Regions from separate parts of the Canis lupus genome. Here region 1 is linked to region 2. A link is a contact called in public Hi-C data. All regions are on one chromosome and are shown on one strand. Each heading gives the region's core, a stretch centred on a gene start, on an enhancer-like site or on the middle of the called end of the contact. The rest is flanking DNA. Distances are from core to core; before and after follow the strand shown. Region 1 overlaps POC1B (POC1 centriolar protein homolog B). Region 2 overlaps DUSP6 (dual specificity protein phosphatase 6).

Region 1 (3,956 bases), core at 625-3,124, 110 kb after region 2:
TCCTAGTTGAGAAAACTGGCTCACTATGACATACCAAAGTGGACAGCAGATAAATTATAAAACCTAAATATTATGTTAAAACTAGCAAGGTATAGACTATAAGGTAAACACAAAGAATACCCTTGTGACATGCGGTCAAGAAGGACATCTTAAAAGAGCCACAAAAGCAAAAACCATAAGGCAAAAAAATAACAACACTGCACTTTAAAAAACCTGATGCATTTGATTACATCAAAACTAGAATATTTGTTTAATAATGGACACCACAAAGTAAATAATCAGATCATGGAAAAGGAGATAGATTATAATGTCTAAAACTGAAAAAGTAGGTTTCCTTACACACCTACAAATCAATGTGAAAGACAGTGATCCTAAGAAAGAAAACTTATCTAAGAGAAATCCTAACAGTTGACCAGCATATAGAAAGATTTTCAAAAGCATTAGTAATTAGACCAGATTAAAGCAAAATATTAGACTCCAAAAATGAGAAAGCTCAATAATGCCAGCCTCGTTTATTATAGCAGCACTGTTTATAATGGTAAAAAACAACAACAAAAACACAACCCCAAATCCCTTCATGTTTATCAATAGTAGAAAAAACACATAAGTCCTGGTAATTACTACTCTGGTACATTCACTAGAATCCTATACAGCAGTGAAAATAAATGAAATACAACTATGTACAATATATGGTTGTGCAAATTCAGAATCCATACGTGTGACTCTCAGGATTTTAATTTTTTAAGATTTTATTTTATTTATATGAGAGAGAGAAAGAGAGAGAGAGAGATAGTGCGCACACATGAGCGGGGGGGGGGGGGGGGGGGGGGGGGGGGGGGGGGGAGGGGAGGGACAGAGGGAGAGGGAGGAGCAGAGTCCTCACTGAGTGGGAAGTCCGATGTGGGGCTCGATCTCAAGACCCTGAGGTCATGACCTGAGCCGAAGGCAGATGCTTACCTGACTGAGCCACCCAGGTGCCCCACAGGATTTTACTTTTAAGTGAAAAAGCAGTTTATAGAGAAATACACTGAGTATGATTTCTTTTGTATAAAGCTTAAAACCATCTAAAACTACATGATATCTAATTATAGATTAAAACACATATTTAAGAAAGAAAGAAAGCAAGGGAATAATTAGCTAGGTTGGCAGTTACTTCTGATGGAGGTTACTTCAGAATTCAAGATCAAAGAAAAAAATTAAAAATCACATCATCATCAAATACTTACTAAAGATTGTGAATATAAATTAGTTAACAAAGGGCAACAAAGACAGAACTTTGTATCAAATGTATGGTACCAGCAATGAGTATGCAAGAACCTCAAAGAAGAAAGTGTTGATTGGGCACTTAGAAAACATGTGGAGGGAGTGAGGCTTCTAGTTAGGTTCTTTGCTAGCTAACCTCCAGGAATATTAACAGCACTCTGTCCTTCTTAAAGGGAAGAACTGTGTCGTAACTACACTCATCTTGAAATAGAGCGGGACTCTATTGAGGGACTGAGTTCTCTCCATCACTGAACCAGGATATATCACTGAGGCCTCAGCGCAGGAGAGAAGCCTCACGTGCACCATCCCATCATGAGGCTCTGTGTACCCACCTCACTGAGGAGTCCGGAGTTTGACTGTATCAAATGTATGGTACCAGCAATGAGTATGCAAGAACCTCAAAGAAGAAAGTGTTTCCCATGGAGGAAACATAGGAAAGGCTTAATTAAGATGGATCCTTGAAAAATAGGTTTAGAAAACAAAACCAGAGACAGAGATGAGGTGAAGAGCATTCCTGAGCACAGAGGCAGAATGCCCACAGGATACTTTTGCATTGGGTAGTAGTGAGAGAGGCAAGGGGCCTGGCAAGGGGCAAATTGTGCAGGCTGAAGGAATTTGGAAAGGCACCGAAGAGCTGGAGCCTGCAATGTGCTTAAGCAAGATGAATCTGACAAAGGCATGCAGAGAACCAAGGATAAGTCAGGGAACAGCGAGAACCCCACTGCAACAGTCCAGGACCGAGCTGATAAGGGCAGAGCCTGTGAGGAGAGCAGAATGATTCTAAGAGCACTTATCATGTTTGATGGGTACAGCTGGAGTTCTGGAAACATTAAGAGGTTTTTATAATTATCCAGCCACTTGTGTGTAGAGGTGTGTGCCCAGGAGTGCCCACACCCCAGAAAAGGGGTTAGCAGGATGAGGATGAGGGCCTCTCGGCTCAGCCTGCCAGCACCTTTGTTTCTTCCTGGCTGCTCCAGACAGCAGAAAACACAGCCTCCTCTTAGCAGCTCTGAGTCCCCGCTGGAGGCCAAGATAAGAAGCCTGACGATGAATCACTTTGCTTCCAATCTTAGCCTAGCTGCCCAGAGATTGCTTGTAGACTTTCATTCTCATTTATCTGCTGCCACCTAGTGTAGACATAAAATCATTTTTCTAGGAAAAATACAATCGGGTTTTACCATCTGAAATTGGAACTTCTCAAAAAAATCTAAATCCCGTGGAAACAGCATCTCTCACAGAGAATCCGTAAGCTTCTATGAGTTGGAAAATTCTTAATGTAACTAATAAGTTGCTGCCACATATGTTAAATGGAGCAGGACAGTCTTACTGGTAACACTTTACAGTCTTCTCCAAAAGAAAATATGTGGAGGGAGTGATGCTTCCAGTTAGGTTCTTTGCTAGCTAACCTCCAGGAATATTAACAGCACTCTGTCCTTCTTAAAGGGAAGAACTGTGTCCTAACTACACTCATCTTGAAATAGAGCAGGACTCTACTGAGGGACTGAGTTCTCTCCATCACTGAACCAGGATATATCACTGAGGCCTCTGTGCAGGAGAGAAGCCTCACGTGCACCATCCCATCCTGAGGCTCTGTGTACCCCTCACTGAGGAGTCCATGAGCACAAAGACTGCTACTAACAAATTCTGAAGGGCAAGGAATACACCTGTTTTGTTCTTTGTTGCATACTCTAAAGCTAGTACAATGTCCTCCTGCTCATAGATACTATTAACAGATTAAATTCAATTTTGATTATTTTGAAGCATTACATCAAAATGGTTAAAAGCACAAAATGGAACCAGAGTGCCTGCACTGAAATTCTAGCACTGCCACTTACTAACTTTAAGTTTTAACTTACATGTGCCTCGATTCCTCAAGGAATAAAAATAGTACTTCATTGAGTTTTTAAGGAACATTTAATGACAATTTATATAAGCTAATTAGAATAACTTTGTCTGTAATGTTATTATTATTATTACTGGTATTATTACATAATCTCTGAAGAACACTTATTGAGCTCCAAAACAATATGAACATATGCCATAGCTAGAAATAAAATACAAGATTTGTAGAGAAGTACATATTACATTTACATATGAAATTACCCTTTTAGAATGAATGTTTAGTTTTATCTGGAGGTGCAATTCAGCCCATGCCAGTCTGAAGAAGATAAAGACAGCATGAATTAATCATGTGCCATAGCACAGCATGGTCAGAGTTACGATACCTTGTTTTAAAACTGGACTTCTTTCCCACCAAAAAAAGAAAGAAGCTGTTCTCACATTTTTAATTAAGATGGAGTGCCTAGGGGACACCTGGCTGGCTCAGTCGGTAGAACGTGCAACTCTTGATCTCAGGGTTGTAGTAGGTTTGAGCCCCACGTTGGGTATAGAGATTACTTAATATATTTTTTTAAAAGATGGAGTGCCTAGGCCAGAAGTGCTACAAAGGATCTGCAGTTAGATCAGTGGAAAGGACACAGGAGGGATCTATTTCACACAGCTGGAGTTAGGATTGGATACTTCGCGCCTTCTTTCATGTGGCCTCCCCTCTCATCTGTTCTAAAAAGCAATCCGTTATCACTCTCTCTATCCATGTAAGAATTAGTAATTTACAGGGATCCCTGGGTGGCGCAGCGGTTTGGCGCCTGCCTTTGGCCCAGGGCGCGATCCTGGGGACCCAGGATCGAATCCCA
Region 2 (4,298 bases), core at 463-2,962:
GAATCAGTGCAACACAGATCAAGGCCTGGATAAATATTTGTGAATTGTTTGAACTTTGTTCTGTGCCCCTAAATACTCTTAGGAAATCACTTTTGGAGTTTGAAGATCCCCTCCCCAGAACCAGGTTGATTCAGGGCCAATTGCGGTGAGAACACTAGAGGTGTAAGGGTATTTGAAAGTCTGCAGGATCTTTTGGAAAATGATTATTACTGTGTGAGTGGCTACAAATAAACTTATACCCAAAGTAATTCTTTTGGAGCATTTTGACCCAAAGAATGATTTTTTGACGATGAGTGTTCAAGAATACTTAGCAGCCAGCTACCAAATAATCTGCCCTTGCTGGGTTTCACATCTCCACTAATTTCTAATTTGCCTCTCATACCCCACAGACCTCGCCATATGTTCTCTCTCCCTCTCCTTCCCCATCTCTTCTGTCTCTTTGCCCCTCTCCCTGTCCCTCTCTCCCTGTCCCTCTCTCCCTGTCTCTCTCCTCTTCTCCTCCTCTCTCTCCCTCTCACCTCTCTCCTCCTCTTTTTCCTTCTCCTTCTCTGTCTCTCCTTCTCCCTCTCCATCTCTGTCTCTCTCTGTCTCTGTCTCTGTCTCTGGGTCTCTTTCTCCCAGCCCCACACCAGCGTTCCTCTGGGAGGGACCAGAGTGAGGAAGTGAATTTCTCTGAGGTCAGTCCCCCGTGTAATCCTGAAAGGGGTATGTGGGCAGGGGTCCGGGCCAGCTGGGCGGCATGCTAGCCACCCTAGAGATCCCCAGGAACATCAGTCTTGTAATGTATGTGCTTATGGGCCCCAAGGTGAGGCGAGTCCTCCATGGAGAGAGAAGATAGAAGCTTCCAGGCAGACACGGCATCTCTCTGGTGACACATCCTCGGGGGCCCTGTGGCAATCTCATGATTATACTGTTGAATTTGGGTTTGATTGGGCGAGTCACTTGATCTCTGCTTCCTCTACTTCCTCAGCCATAAAATGGGCCCACCGCTTCCTAGGTCGACAGCAGGGGACCCTGTAAAAATGAGCAAAGATTGATGTTCACAACCAGGAGAGCGAAAGCTCCAAAGCTCGGTCCTACTGCTTCCCGTTAGTTGACTTGAGGCGCTGGGGGTCTCTCTCCCTCTCAGTTTCCTCTCTGAAAACTAACGATAATGATAGGAAGCATCCCTCAGGGCTGTTCGGAGGATGAAAGGAGATGATACTGTGCATGAAGTAGAGTATCCGATACCTTTGCTTGCTTTGCCTGCCTGTAGCCCACTTGATCGTCTAACATGTGTCACCAGTCTGTGACCAGAAGGCCGGAATCCTGGGAGAAACCTAGCCCGAAAGGGGAAGGCTCTCGTTTTACAGACAAGAAAGGGGAAACCAGTGAGGCTGGCTGACCGGCCCAGGGCTAGCCGGTGCACGAGGGAGAAAGCAAGAGTTAAGGGCTCAGGTCTCCTAACTGTTGGGTCGGGGCCACTCTCCAATTTTCCCTCCTTCGAAGGCTGATCTTTCTAGCCCCAGAGGCCCCTTTCTCGGTCTTTAACCCCAAGGCTGCTTCATACCATGAACCAGCACAGTCCCTGGGGCTCCTACATTGAGCGCATGAAGCCTGAAGATGCCCTCCTCTCGGGAGAGGCCTCCCCAGCACCCTGCAGAAGGCCAGGAAGGGGGGAAAGGCTCTCTCCTGAGGAAGGGACCCCAGGGAAGCCTCCCAAGGGCCAGCAGGTGAGGGGGGAGGCGGGAGAGAGCTGCCCAGGCGGCCTAGGGTTGCCCTAGTAACCATGTGGGCCCCATTCAGGAACTGATCCCAACTCCTAGATGCAAAAGGGTCGCCTTCCCCAGCCACGGGGATGGAGGGAAGACCGGGAGTAAGGTGGGGGCCGGTGCTGCCAGTTCCAACCTTCCACCTTCCGTGGAAGAAAAAAGAAAGAAAGAGAATAGCTCTTTGAATCTTCTGGCCTGAGTGAACCGTAAAAACCACCCATTTAATATGAAGCCTTTTGTGGCACCAGAGGGAAGCAGGCCCCCCTCTGTTACCAGCCCTATGAAACAATATGCCAGAAGGGGGGGGTGGGGTGGGGGGACAAATCCCAAACCCTGCCACTTTCTGGGGGCTCTAAACTCTTCTTGCTCCTGTTCCTTTATTCAGGCTGATGACAAAGACCATTTGCTACCAATTTATTGGAAACTTTTTTTTTTTCACAGCTTGAGCTGCTTAAATGCGGGGCGCTCCTTCTCCCCAAATCGCTGTCAGACACTTGCTGAATGGGCCAGGCTCAATTATGCTCCCTCCACAGGTTCAGCTCACACTGTGACCCTGCATGGCTTCCTGCTATTCATATGTGTTACTTCCCCTTTGTGGTAATGGCTTGTGGCACTTGGCCAGAAAACATTATTAATTTCAGAAGTGGACTGACAAACAACAAACCCACAGTGAAGCGAGAGGAAGTGCTGGGGAGGCCAGCTGTCGGCTGGAGCGGAGCAGTAGGAACCCAACGTATGCAGGTTCCAGGAGGAAAGGAGATGATAATCCACAAAGAGGAAATGCACTAAAATTATCCACAGCCCATCGTAAAGAAAAAAGAGAGAGAGAGAAAAGAAAGAAAGAGAAAAGAAATCAGAGAAAAGAAAGGGGGGGGGGAGCACGCAGCTACTTGAGCTGCAGCTGGACAGGAAATTGCTAACGCTGCTTGCAAATCCCTACTTTGAACAGGCAGTTTAGGGAATGCCAGGAGCGGAAACCGTTCAGAACTGGATTAACACGAGCCAAGTTGAACTGCAACCCACTTCTCCTTTCTAAGCTCTGGCTGACTTGGGGCACCCAAATGGGAACGACTGAGCTGGTATTTTTCTGCACTGTTTGTTTGCTTTTTATACATGCTTAGTCGCTAAAAGTCAGTCTGGACAGTTTGATAGGATTGCTGTGAAATCATCAGAGCCACTTGCCTTCTATAAGGTAGATCAAGTGGGATGGACCAAACCATCCCACTAGGATCTCCCCCTGGGCCCTGTGGGTGAAGAGCTCACCTTTCTCCTCAATGCAGGTAAAGGGACTAAGTTCATTCGAAAAGAGCCCGAAATGTAGGTATGTTCTAATTCTTTTGATTTCAGACGCCTGCCCTTTATTTTGGTTTGTGTACTTTTACATTTGGGACCAGGAGAGTGGATGTCCCAGGGAAAGTGACAGGATATTAAGCCTTTACCTTAAAAGGAACTGTTCAAAATTACCTCGACCTAAGTAAGGTTCAATAGTGGTTTCTGGCCCACATACTAAACCAGTGAAGCACAAAGCACATTAGAACAGGACTGGCAAAGCTTGATCCCAAGTGCCAATGTCAAATTTTAAGGCCCACATCCAGGCTCAGTGTGAAGCTTAGCTATACCTTGCCATGTATAGGAGAGAGCCAAGGGGAGTCCTCACTCTTGGTCCATTTGTTATTCCGACGCTAGGATCATTTGCAGGTGGAATTGCCATAGGAACAAACCAGAAAGAGAATTATCCGTTTTCTCCCTGGCATGTGTATTACTGAGTAGAAGACCCTGACAGAGAAGCAGAGAGGTTAACACCATTCTTCTTCTTCTGCGGGTACCCTCCCCCCCTTTATGACAAGTCCTGAATATCCAAACCTTATTATCTCAACAAGGTGTGCTCTATGGCTTCATTTTTCATCAAGAGCATTACTATTTTCTTAAGCCAGAACTGTATCCCTAAAGTATTATCAGGACACATAATACAGTCAGTTCACTCTCTGATGTCATCTTTGCTTGAAGCAAAAGATTAATTTCATGAACTACACCTGAAAAACATTCCTGGGGCTGCTGAAACCCTGGGAACTCTGTGCCACTGTTCCTACAGTACTTTCCAAGCCACTAGCACTCCTCCCCCCAAAAAAAAAATTCCTCCGCAGTATCATTTCACATGTAGGTACAATTATGGAGAGATTTTAAAAAAGAAAAAATACATTCGATAGCCAAAATAGTTATTTATTAATAATTTAAGGTTTTACATTCTTATAATAAATTTCAGCTCAAAACTTTACACCATGAACATAATGGAGCGACCTAACTCTCCCTTTCACAATCATATGCACTTCACCTATCAGACGGGGACCCATGCTCACACACACACTTCCAGTTTTATACAAATTTTTTTTTAAAAAGGAAAGAAACCAACCCAAAGTATTGCATTTGAGGTGACACTCCCTGAAGAATTTTTGTACAGAGGTAATATACTGTTTAGCACAGCTGAAGTTAAAAAGAAAAAAAAAAGTGAGCCCATGATTTTGGTGTCTTTCCAAGATATCCCCTTTG

What was found. Hi-C and Micro-C count contacts between places; a contact is called where the count stands out from the background.
Region 1: a contact with region 2 is called in a Hi-C map of amygdala, with 5 times the contacts expected there. The contact joins two enhancer-like sites. A contact is called at or near these places in 3 of 9 Hi-C or Micro-C datasets (amygdala, blood and skin fibroblasts).

Annotation. Positions count from the first base shown.
Region 1 is chr15:30,733,392-30,737,347 of UU_Cfam_GSD_1.0, forward strand. All of the region lies in intron 9 of POC1B (POC1 centriolar protein homolog B), which reads right to left. Among named protein-coding and RNA genes, the nearest start is that of POC1B, 53 kb to the right of the region's middle. Within about 2 kb of position 1,875, at least 3 of the 20 cell types and tissues checked have an H3K27ac peak or open chromatin away from gene starts, as enhancers often do.
Region 2 is chr15:30,624,174-30,628,471 of UU_Cfam_GSD_1.0, forward strand. It overlaps DUSP6 (dual specificity protein phosphatase 6), which reads right to left. Exons shown (of 3, transcript XM_038558624.1): 3 at 3,951-4,298. Among named protein-coding and RNA genes, the nearest start is that of DUSP6, 6.4 kb to the right of the region's middle. Within about 2 kb of position 1,713, at least 6 of the 20 cell types and tissues checked have an H3K27ac peak or open chromatin away from gene starts, as enhancers often do.